Regions from separate parts of the Zea mays genome. Here region 1 is linked to region 2. A link is a contact called in public Hi-C data. All regions are on one chromosome and are shown on one strand. Each heading gives the region's core, a stretch centred on a gene start, on an enhancer-like site or on the middle of the called end of the contact. The rest is flanking DNA. Distances are from core to core; before and after follow the strand shown.

Region 1 (5,919 bases), core at 2,894-5,393, 270 kb after region 2:
AACTTGGCACAAGATGCATCGGGTTATCGGATAAAGAGAGGGAAATTTCACAAAACTGAAAATCTGATAACCAGTGCAGAGCCAAAATCCCAGGTCGCGGACCGTCCGCGTGTTAACGCCGGACCGTCCGAGGTTACGAGAAAGGTTCTCTTAATCGATTCGGCTGACAATGAAGCCGATACAAGTGATTGGAGGATACCTATACTTAATTATTTGCAAAATCCCAATATCAGGACAGATAAGAACATTCGGCGAACAACTTTCAAGTATGTTTTGATGAGTGATGAACTTTACCGCCGAACGGTTAATGATATCCTGCTTAAGTGCTTGGGCCCAGATGATGCTATATTAGCCATGGCCGAAGTACATGAAGGAATTTGTGGTACCCATCAATCAGCTCCAAAGATGAAGTGGTTGTTGCGAAGGTCTGGTTTTTATTGGCCTAGTATGACAGCTGATTGTTTCAAGTACTACAAGGGGTGCCAAGTGTGTCAAAAATTCGGCGACCTACAGTTGGTCCCTGCAGCCGAATTACATCCTATCATCAAGCCTTGGCCATTCAGAGGATGGGGATTAGACTTTATTGGAGAAATTCATCCTTCATCATCAAAGGGGCATCGGTTTGTGTTAGTTGCCACTGACTATTTCACCAAATGGACTGAAGCCGTTGCTCTAAAGAACATGACGCACAAGGAGGTAATTGAGTTCATAACTGAGCATATTATTCATAGATTCGACATTCCCCAGACCTTGACTACAGATCAAGGTACTTCTTTTATGTCAAAGGAGGTACGTGAATTTGCTGAATTATACAGAATTAAGCTGCTTAATTCGTCTCCATATTATGCTCAGGCCAATGGACAGGCCGAGTCTAGTAATAGGACGTTGATTAATTTGATAAAGAAAAAGGTATCTGATAATCCTAGACATTGGCATAAGATTTTGTCTGAAGCTTTATGGGCTCATAGAATATCTAAGCATAGTGCTACTAAAGTATCTCCTTTTGAGCTTGTCTATGGGCAGGAAGCAGTGTTACCTGTGGAAATAAGTTTGAACGCTGTTAGGTTTGCCAGACAAAATGATCTAACTGCTACTGATTATTATAATTCAATGATGGATAATATTGATGAGGTGACCGACAAGAGGATGATAGCTTTGGGAGCAATAGAAAAGGACAAGATCATGGTAGCCAGGGCCTACAACAAGAAGGTCAAAGCAAAATCATTCCAAGTAGGAGACTTGGTGTGGAAGACCATTCTACCTCTGAGGAATAAAGACCGAAAGTTCGGGAAATGGTCGCCAAGCTGGGAGGGTCCTTATAAAGTGAAACAGGTGATGTTTGGTAACGCTTATTTACTACAAACATTACAAGGCAAGGATTTACCTAAGGCTTTGAATGGGCGTTTCCTCAAACAGTACCATCCTAGTATGTGGCAAGATGCCTAAGAAAACCGATGTGATCACATCGAGTTAGTTGCTTTTGGTTCGCCCAGCTCCACCAAAAGGCAGGGGGCATATGTTCGAACCGGTTTTGAGCCGGCGGACAGTCCGGCCCTGAGGCCGGACGGTCCGCGGTCCGGACGGTCCGCGCCTGTGGGCCGGACGGTCCGCGCCTGTGGGCCGGACGGTCCGCGCGTGCGCAGAACAGATTAGGGTTCCGAGTTTTGTGCTACGGTTGTTAGCTATATTCGCGGGATTAGCTCGGAATCAGTTGTGTAAAGGGTCCAGCCCCCCTCCTCTATAAATAGAGAGGTCTACGGCCGATTTGTAATCATCAACAATCGAATCAATACAACTTTTATTCGCATTTTATCCTAGGAGTAGTTCTAGCCTAGTTTAGGTTTAGCTATCCAATCCCCAAATTCTTCGTCTCTCTTCGGCTCTACGTCGATTAGAGGAGTCTAGGTCGGCCAGCCCGAGCCTAGACACCACCTAGGATCTCTTCTCCCCGACGGGGTCCCTCCCGGGAGCGAGATCCAGGCGCCGCCGGCGACTTCCGCCGCCTCTGCGTACGTGCGGACCGTCCGGCCGTCAGGCAGAGAAGCCCCAGCTGCGCACCAGGCCGCGGACCGTCCGGCCCCAGGCCGCGGACAGTCCGCCCCTGCGCAGAGAGCACCACCGCGCCTCGCACCAGGCCGCGGACCGTCCGGCCCCTGCGCGCGGACCGTCCGCCCCTGTGCAGAGGGCACCGCCACGGTTCTTCTTGAGTATTTGGCGCTCCGAAAAGGCGTCAACAGGCGCCGAGGTAACACAGCTCGACGCCATAGGCTATGACACCGAGGTACGTGCTGTGCTGACACAACCCGAACGCCTTGGCGCCGAGCTCTGTTGTGTAAACACAAAGCTTGTTTAGCTTAGTTGTTAGAGCGCAAGGATAACAAAAACAAAAAAAAACTGGATGAGAAATAAATCTGGACGGACAAATCAGCGACATAAACGAAAAATCTGGATAAAAAAACAAATAAGTGACAAAGACAAAAAAAAATATTGAATACCCACCATGGGGCTCGAACCACGACCACAAGGTTAAGAGGCTTAAGCTCTACTGAGCTAGACAAGCTTTGTGTTTACATAACCGAGCTCGATGCCAGATCTATGGCGCCGAGCTCGGTGCCACGTCGGCGCCACGACATCCGGTTGTGTCAGCGCAGCACGTACCTCGGCGCCATAGCCTATGACGTCGAGCTGTTACCTCGGCGCCATAGGCTATGCGCCGAGCAAAGGGTCCAAAAATGACATTAAATTTTTTTAGGGTCCAAACGTGATTTTTTTCTGAGAAAGGGCCAAAATGCAAAAAAAATTCGTGCTCCTTGTCGCATTGCATTGCCTATTTGCCTCTCAGCACTTCCTTTCTCCGTTTTAAACAAGCATAAGAAAAAGGAACAATTTAAGAAGGCTCACCACGTTGCTACTATACTGTGTGATATCGGCTGACTTAAGTTGGGCTTCAGATGAGCCCACACCCTAGCAGTGGGCCAGGCTCTGTACCGGGCTACCGGCACCAGGCAGGCCCATTTCCGTTCTAGACCAGGAAACTTAACTATAAGTCATTCCAGTTCTGTTACAGAGTCAAATCATCATCTTAAGTTTTACTAAATTTATATAATTAAACAGTAATATTTATGGTACCAAAAAGTACAATTAGATACTTCTTTGATTATATTTTATATTATACCCAGTGGATGTTACAGTTCTTTGTAATTTCTGTATAACATTAATCACACCTGAGATGGTTTGACTCTTCTAGAAAACTGGAATGCCTTATAATTTATAGAATAGTTTAAAACCAGGTAATCCTGCCCATGACAAGTTTTAGCTGACGATGAACTGAAATAGTATTGGCCATGACAAGTTTTAGCTGGCCATGACAATGATTCCTGGCCACGACAAGTTTTAGCTGATGAGGAACTGAACTAGTACCGGCCATGACAATTATTCCTGACCACGATAAGTTTTAGCTGACGAGGGACTGAACTAGTACTGACCATGACATGATCTGTATTTAAGGGAAACATGCATCTAAAACATGGGCCTAGCTTTTCGGACCAGCACGAACACGAATTGAAACTAGGAGCCTAAAATATAGCACAACATGAAGTCCTATGGGTCAGACTAGCATGGCCCGAAGCAGAATTGGGTCAGCCTTAATTTTTGGCTGTGCTGGCCCCCGACACGACCCGCACGTATGAGTCAGGTGTGAATCAGTCTGGCTCGATAAAGACTACAATATTTAATTTCTTTAGTTTAGTGAGCAATGTACTTTATTAATTGTAATGTTTGGATTTTATGTGGTTCAAATATGTGTGGTGCTTGGGCCGGCATAATTCAATGAAGACTCGACGTACTTTAGAACTGAACGGTCACTATTTCTACTCTTTAGATTGGCATGACACAACTCAAAAGTTTTTGAGCCTTCTCGATCCGAATTTATCTGACTGAATCACGATGGACCCGGCCCAACTCCCAGCACAAATCCTGCCAGCGGCTGAAGAAGTGGTCAGCCGAGAGTGAGATGAGATCTCCACTCTAATCGCTCAGGCCTTAAACCCCTCCTGTCCTCTAATTTCTCTCCCGCTAGCTGTCTAGTTCATGACCTGCCGCCCATGTCTCTATTTATAGCACTCTACGTGCCACACGCCGCGCGCTATCGGTGTGCTTATGCGTAAGTTCGTGCATCGGCGCACGTATGGCTCCTAACACCTCCTTGCTCGTGCTCCTCTTCCTCCTGCCCGCCGCCGCCACCGCCGCCGCACCGGCTACCGGCAACACCGCCTTCAACGTGACGGAGATCCTCGGCCGGTACCCGGAGTTCAAGCTCTTCAACCTCCTGCTCTCCAAGACCCGCGTCGCGCGCGAGGTCAACAGCCGGAGCCCCGTGACCGTGCTCGTCCCGGGCAACTCCGCGGTGGACTGGCTCCTCCGCCGCAGCGCCAGGCTGCCGCGCGCCGCGCTCGTGGAGCTCGTCTCCGTGCACGTCGCGCTGGACTACATCGACGCGGCCAAGCTGGCGTCGCTGCCCCGGGGCCAGCCCACCGTGGTCACCACGCTGTTCCAGACCACGGGGAGCGCGCTCGGCCGCACGGGGTTCCTGAACGTCACCGCCGCGGGGCGTGGCGGCGCGAGCGCCGTCTTCGTCTCGGCCGCGCCGGGGTCGCTGGTCAGCGCCACGTTGAAGAGGGCCGTGACCGCGAAGCCGTACAACATATCGGTGCTCCAGATCAGCAACCTCGTCGTGCCGCCGGGCATCATCACCAGGCCGCGGCTGCCGCTGCCGCCGTCGCCGTCGCCGCCCGCGCCAAGGATGACGCAGATGGCGGTCGCGCCGAGCCCTCCGCCGACGTTAACTTCGCCGCGGCAATCTCCGTCGACGTTGTTACCGGCCTCAGTGGGCGATACCGCGGAGGCTCCGGACACTGCTGAAGCGCCGGTGCCGTCGCATGGCCATGTGGCGCAAGTGGCGAGTTGGTGGACTGCTGCGGCCGTGGGGATGGCAATGGCATGCATACTGATCGGGTACTTGTAGGTCACTGCATTTGCAAATTGCAACTGGTTCGGTCGGGTGGGAATTGGATCGTCCCTTGCATTTTATAAGAGTAGTTCATTTTGCGCGCCATATATATAGTTAACTCTTATGGCTCATTTTCTTTTGTCGATCTTTCCAAAAAAAAATCGTTTCCTTGTATTATTACGCTTCTTGGAATTATAAAGAGTAGAAGAAATACAAAGGCCAGAAAAAAACAAGCTGAGTACGTCAACTGAAAGACTCCGCCTAGCTATATGTCATTTCTGATCCGTAAATTCTCTATCACACCAAACACACGACTACTCGACTTGTTATACAATCAAAGTTACGTTCTAAAACTATTCTGTCGCCCAAATTATTGAGCGCTAAAGATCTCTTTTAGCCATTTTAACTGTCATAGATCATCTTCAACAATATCCAAAACAAGTTCGGAAATCCTCGTTTTGGGGAATGAAAGAGAACTCAGGCTTCAACAGGCGCCCACACGTTGCTTGCTTTCCCAATTTTACTGCTCTACGTCTAGTCACCCCGTTCGGGCCATCTGTCGTCTTACATATCTCCACGACTCCGATAGCTTCTAAAAATATATCTCCAGATAAATATATTATACCCAGATTTAAAAGATAAAGTCGGATACGCCACATATGTGCGATAAAAAAACAACAACACATATAATAACAAAGTGTATAGAGATAAATGCCACAAATATCATAAATGTCATTATTACATAGCGGAAGTCTTACAAAATAAATAATAAATATAAAGCGAACTAAAAGTCCATCCTTAGTGTCATAAAACTAACTGCGAGACGCCACCTAGATTAACTCGTACTCCTCATTGTACGACTCCTCCTGGACCACATGTTCTTCTCCTGTGTGTGTGGGGGGGTTATATAT
Region 2 (5,273 bases), core at 1,846-4,345:
GGACGACGGGCCCTAGGTCACTGACGCGACGGCCTACCAGAGCCTCTTCTCTCCAGTATATGACCTTCTCCAGGCCCGACATTGCCTATGTCGTCCAGCAGGTGTACCTTCACATGCACACCCCGCGGGAGCCCCATTTCACCGCTCAAACGGATCCTTCGCTACCTCCGTGGCTCCATCGACTATGGCCTTCTCCTTCGACCCTCCCCGGTGTCGAAGCTCGTGGACTACACAGACGCTAACTGGACTAGCTGCCCCGACACATGCTGGTCCACTTCCTGTTACGCTGTGTTTCTGGGTGCCAACCTTGTCTCCTGGGTCGCCAAGCGGCAGCCCATCGTTTCTCACTCTAACGCTGAGGCCGAGTACCGTGTTGTGACTAACGGCGTGGCCGAGGCCTCCTAGCTCCGCCGGCTTCTCCAGGAGCTCCACAGCCCCCTCCAGCGCGCCGCTCTCGTCCACTACGATAACGTCCACGCGGTCTACCTCTTGACCAATCCCGTGTAGCATCAGCGCACGAAGCACGTGAAGATTGACCTTCACTTCATCCGCGAGTGTGTCGCCGCCGGTGACGTTCACGTTATCAGCGTTCCGACCACGTCGCAGTTCACTGACATCTTCACCAAGGGGTTGCAGTCGAGTATTTTTGCCGAGTTTCGATACAGTCTCAACATTTGTACATGATAGAGTTGAGACTGCGGGGGATGTTAGAACCTCGCTAAGGTTTTTGGCCATCCTCATGTAATTACCTGTATACCCCCAGTGTAATGGGCTTGGCCCAACTACTCGGCTATATTAATACAGTCTCAACCCTGGTTAGGGTTAGGGTTTCACTTCCAACACTTTTAGGCATCTCAGTATCAACATATCTAGAAATAAATTCAAAATAAAACATGAAGCATAATGCCAATTTCTTCTATATTGAGAGCATAATTACCATAGCGGCAAAGACCGAAACTATTGCAACCCCAGTTGCAAGGGTGTATTCCCCAGATGCCAATGGAAGAGTTGGCTTGTTAACCTAGAGCAGTACAAATATTAGCTCCTAGCAGTTATTAGTATGGTAGTAAAAGGTACTTAATGAAGATTAAAGTGAATTCAAAATACCTTGTCTATCTCAATGTCGAATAACTGGTTCAGTCCAACAATATAGATATTCATGAAAAGGGCAGCTACCACTGCCTACATAAGAGTACAAAGTAGTAGAATGAAACAATACATCTTTATAACAATGAAAGGATAGAGATGCTCAAAGTATCACTACCTCCAGCAAACCAGTGAGGAACAAAGGTGATATATCAGACAAGCTCTGGACAGCTAGAAGGGAAACTGAGACTATGCTTAATGCCTGATTACACCAGCAAAATCTCTAGATCAATAAAGAGAAAACAAAGGAAACAACACAAGGACATACTTACTGGACGATCATGTAAATGAAACAGTACATCAACGTGACTTAACTGTTCCTATGACAGTATGTGGCCGGGAAAATCTGTAAAATGCATCTAGAGAAGATGATATTGCCCTCCAGATGGTTGTAGAATCATGTGTTTCAGGTTCAGACTGCAGCTGTTGCCCCGAAGCATTAACAGAAGTATTTAATGACCGATGTGATATCCTACAATAGGAGGATTTCCATTCGAAGAATTTCTGATGGTGATGCAAGGTAGGACCTTGGGTCCTTTGGCTAGAAAAGCAAATTCGTCCTTCACCATTTCGTTGTATGGAACAACATGGTGGTAGAAAATGATCTGGAAATTCAAACATTTCAATACTAGGCCAAACACTAGAGAAAGTAACAGAATGAAATAATGTGTGACCAATAAGCTCGACATCTGCATTACTAATTACAGTCCCACAAACCATGCCCGCTGTGCCTTCTACTACTACAATATATGTGGGAGCCTGGAATTAGTCAAAGAAGAAATGAAAACTTGAAGTGTTTCCCCTACTACAGTCTACATGGGAGTCTGGGATTGGTCAAAGAAGAAAAGAAAACTTGAAGTGCTACCCCTACTACAGTCTTCATGTGAGTCTGGAATTAGTTAAAGAATAAAAGGAAACTTGAAGTGCTTCCCTACACATAAGCAGGTACAGTTGGGGCAACACTGCTTTTGATTATTTCAACAATTTTTTTTTGTTATTTTACAGTCAGTAAAGTTTTGAGCAGAACTAGTCAACAAGGTCACAAGTAAAACATTTCCTTGAAGCTAATTTGAAGAAAAAAAATAGCAAAAGGGAATTTCATGACTAATTTTAACCCTCGCTTGTACATGTAACCATCCTGATAAAGTTAGAATCAGCAGAAACCAAAATCCCTGCAAGGTTTTGACATCTTAATTCTCATCCCCAACCTCTAAAACGTGAAATTGGACTACACCACCATGGCCCGGGTTTGATGTCCCCGCAGGAACCCATCATTTTAAAGACTGAGCTATCTAACAAACTCCAGGTAAACAGTTTTCCTGTCCATGACAGCTTTGACATTAATATCAGCCACTCCTCTCTCTCAAAAAAAGACGACATTAATACAACTGCTCCTGCATCGTTTTCCCACTGATTCCAGGCGCTACAGCCAACCGGAGTACAGGACGGAACGAGCCCGGTTAGTGTTCGATTAGAAAAGAGCAAAGGAATACTCGCGCATCACAAGCATCGCGGTCTTTGTGGCTACTAGAGTACACGATTAATCCGTCGAACTAAAATATCCAGCTCAATAGAACTAAAGCCTGCAGGCCAGGTTCTGTCGCGGTGAGCGGCGAGGGGAAGGAGTTCACTGACCTCGCGGGCGGGCCGCGCCGGGCCGCACGGGGAGGAGGGACGGCCGTAGGCGAAGCGCGTCCATCCCTTGGCCGGGGGGGAAGCGGGCCGCGACGAGCCGACGAGTGAGCAAGTGGAGTGGAGGGGCAGGGGCGGCGGGCGGGCGCGGGGTCAGTGGTGGACGCACACGCACGCAGGCACGCGGCAGCAAGCAGGTGGCGCTCGTCGCGCTGCGCGGCGGTTGCCAAGTCAGAAGAGTCCGGCCGGCGGCCCCGTGCCTTTCACGCACCGCACGGCACGGCAATGTGTGCACATAAGTGGAAGTGATGAGTGAAGTGGTTGCACGGGTCGTGTACTCGTGTCGTGTCGTTGCACGGGTCTTCCGGCCCCGGTCGCAGCGAGTGCATCCGCAAGGCGTCGCTGTCCGTGGACCGTGGATCGCGATCGCGCGATGTGACTGTGCCTGCGAGTGATTGGGCAGTTCCGTTCACATGGAAATGACACCGTTCACCGGATCACAAGTTCAAAACACAGGGCAGTTCATCCTCGTATTCAGACTATACTTTGTCAACATTATAGTATAAAATGCAAAACAATATTTTAATTAACCATACAGATAAAACAACTTTAAACTATCTTTAGCCGTTTACTCATTCACACTCATATATTTAAACTTCATTTTGTAAACAGTGCAAAGTAGTGTCTTTATGTAACCATATGTGTAAACCGTTGATCAAAGTCTTATTTGTGAGCACGTCCATATGAAACGTCTGTTGGAGATAGCCTGAGTGATCGCATAACCATGATATACCGTATTCCATTTGTTGTAAATCAAGGTATGTCCTGTTTAAAACCATTAGAACTAATAGTTAGTCAATTAATAAGTTATTAGATAGATTGAGCTACCTAATTAATTAATTGTTAGCTATGATGTACCTAACAATTGAAGGTGTTTGAAACCTATACCACTAATTTTAGTATCTAACCGTTGACTCTAGAGGACGGAGTCTAAAGGTAATATGTTAAAACTTTTCTAGATATATTGTTTTTGTTAGATACGTATAAAGGTTAAAAGTTTCTAAAATCCGAGGAAGTACGAAGTATTGTGTGGGCGATCTTTCCCGCGAATCTGTAAGAAGTAGGAAGTAGGAAGTACGAAGTGTTGGCAGGGACAGAGGAGGCGTTGTAGTTGTGTCATGCTAATCGGAATCTGGAAGTGTTGGCAGGGACAGAGGATTCAGGACCACTGGCACAACACGCACATGTGCGTCCTGCACTGAGCGAGCCTGGTTTTGTTCACATGGGACTGAACGCCAGTTACGACTTCATCTGACGTGGCTTCAGATTAAAATTAGTTATTTAGATTGCTGCAGCTATAATTAATAAAAACAAATATAATATAAAAACAATAAAAATCCGTACGAATTAAAACCGAGCGAAGATGTTGCATGGTTCTTTTAGACACTCCCGCTTACTGAAATTCTGCAGATTTCTGCCTGGCTCAGGACCTTCACCTTGGCAATGGCAGGACGACGACTAGGACAAGTCGGCATGGCATCGGAAAAGGTCGTGGTCGAGAAGGGTTTCCCTACCATACAAGGGCACCACACAGCCATCATCTTCAGCTCCGTGTAGCGTTCTGTTCACCGAGAACGATCGACCACCTACCTACGCTACGCATTCAGCAGTAAGTACAGTGTAGCATACAGTAAACCAGGGCACCTGGACAAAGAGAAAGTGGCTAAACTGCACCAGGATAACATAAACAGCTACATTTGGCCGGATGCGATGCTTTGGAGTTATCTGCCGAGTTCACGACGACTTCGATCGTTGCAGGCGCTTTGTCTACTCGTACTCGTCTATCTCCTCCTATCCTAGCGCCGTACACTGGTACTGTATTTTGCTTTGTTTTGATGGTACTTTTACGGGTGTTCATTCACCAAGCCCCGTGCCGTTTCCTGCTGCTAAACTCCTGTAGCCTCCTCAAGCCTTCAACGCCGTGCCACGCTGCCAGAGATACTGACTACTGAAGCGGGCGGGCGAGATGTATGCGTGCACGGCAGCAGGCCGAAAGCGACGAGGCCATTGGCTCCAGCTAGGCATCCCACGTGCCGGTGCCGTCGCACATCATCCCAGGATATTTTCATCTCCGGCCGCCGAGGAACGACAGCAGCAGCCAGCTGCCAGCCTAGCCGGAATGGACTGATGAGTGATGAGAGACTATTTCCACATCATACACCTGTTGAAGAACGAGACTATTTCCACATCATACAGCACCATCTGCAAGGCGCAAAATTACCGCCGTCTCTGACGACCGCGGGCTCTTCAAGATTACTAGTAATCTTTGCCTATCAAAACTCGAGATTTGATACAATGGTATTATATCTATCAAACAGGATTATATGGAGCTGATTTGGTACAATGATGTCAATACATCCTACAAAAAAAAACAGTACATGAGCTGCGTAGTGGCAACCTTTTTTTCCCTCGGACTCCCTTCTCTGAAACATTAA

What was found. A called contact is a pair of places that touch in the nucleus more often than the background predicts.
Region 1: a Hi-C map of tassel shows a contact between it and region 2, with 2.8 times the contacts expected there. The contact joins the promoter of LOC100283089 here to the promoter of LOC732789 in region 2. A contact is called at or near these places in 4 of 25 Hi-C or Micro-C datasets (bundle sheath, ear, root tip and 1 more).

The regions. Positions count from the first base shown.
Region 1 is chr9:112,153,193-112,159,111 of Zm-B73-REFERENCE-NAM-5.0, forward strand. It overlaps LOC100283089 (fasciclin-like arabinogalactan protein 8), which reads left to right and starts at 4,144. Exons shown (of 1, transcript NM_001155991.2): 1 at 4,144-5,230. The coding sequence starts at 4,187. The coding sequence ends at 5,023.
Region 2 is chr9:111,888,343-111,893,615 of Zm-B73-REFERENCE-NAM-5.0, forward strand. It overlaps LOC732789 (homogentisate phytyltransferase VTE2-1), which reads right to left and starts at 3,096. Exons shown (of 12, transcript NM_001112407.2): 1 at 2,782-3,096; 2 at 1,462-1,751; 3 at 1,265-1,348; 4 at 1,108-1,182; 5 at 938-1,021. The coding sequence starts at 2,845. It overlaps LOC100275605, which reads right to left. Exons shown (of 10, transcript NM_001149655.2): 10 at 5,056-5,273.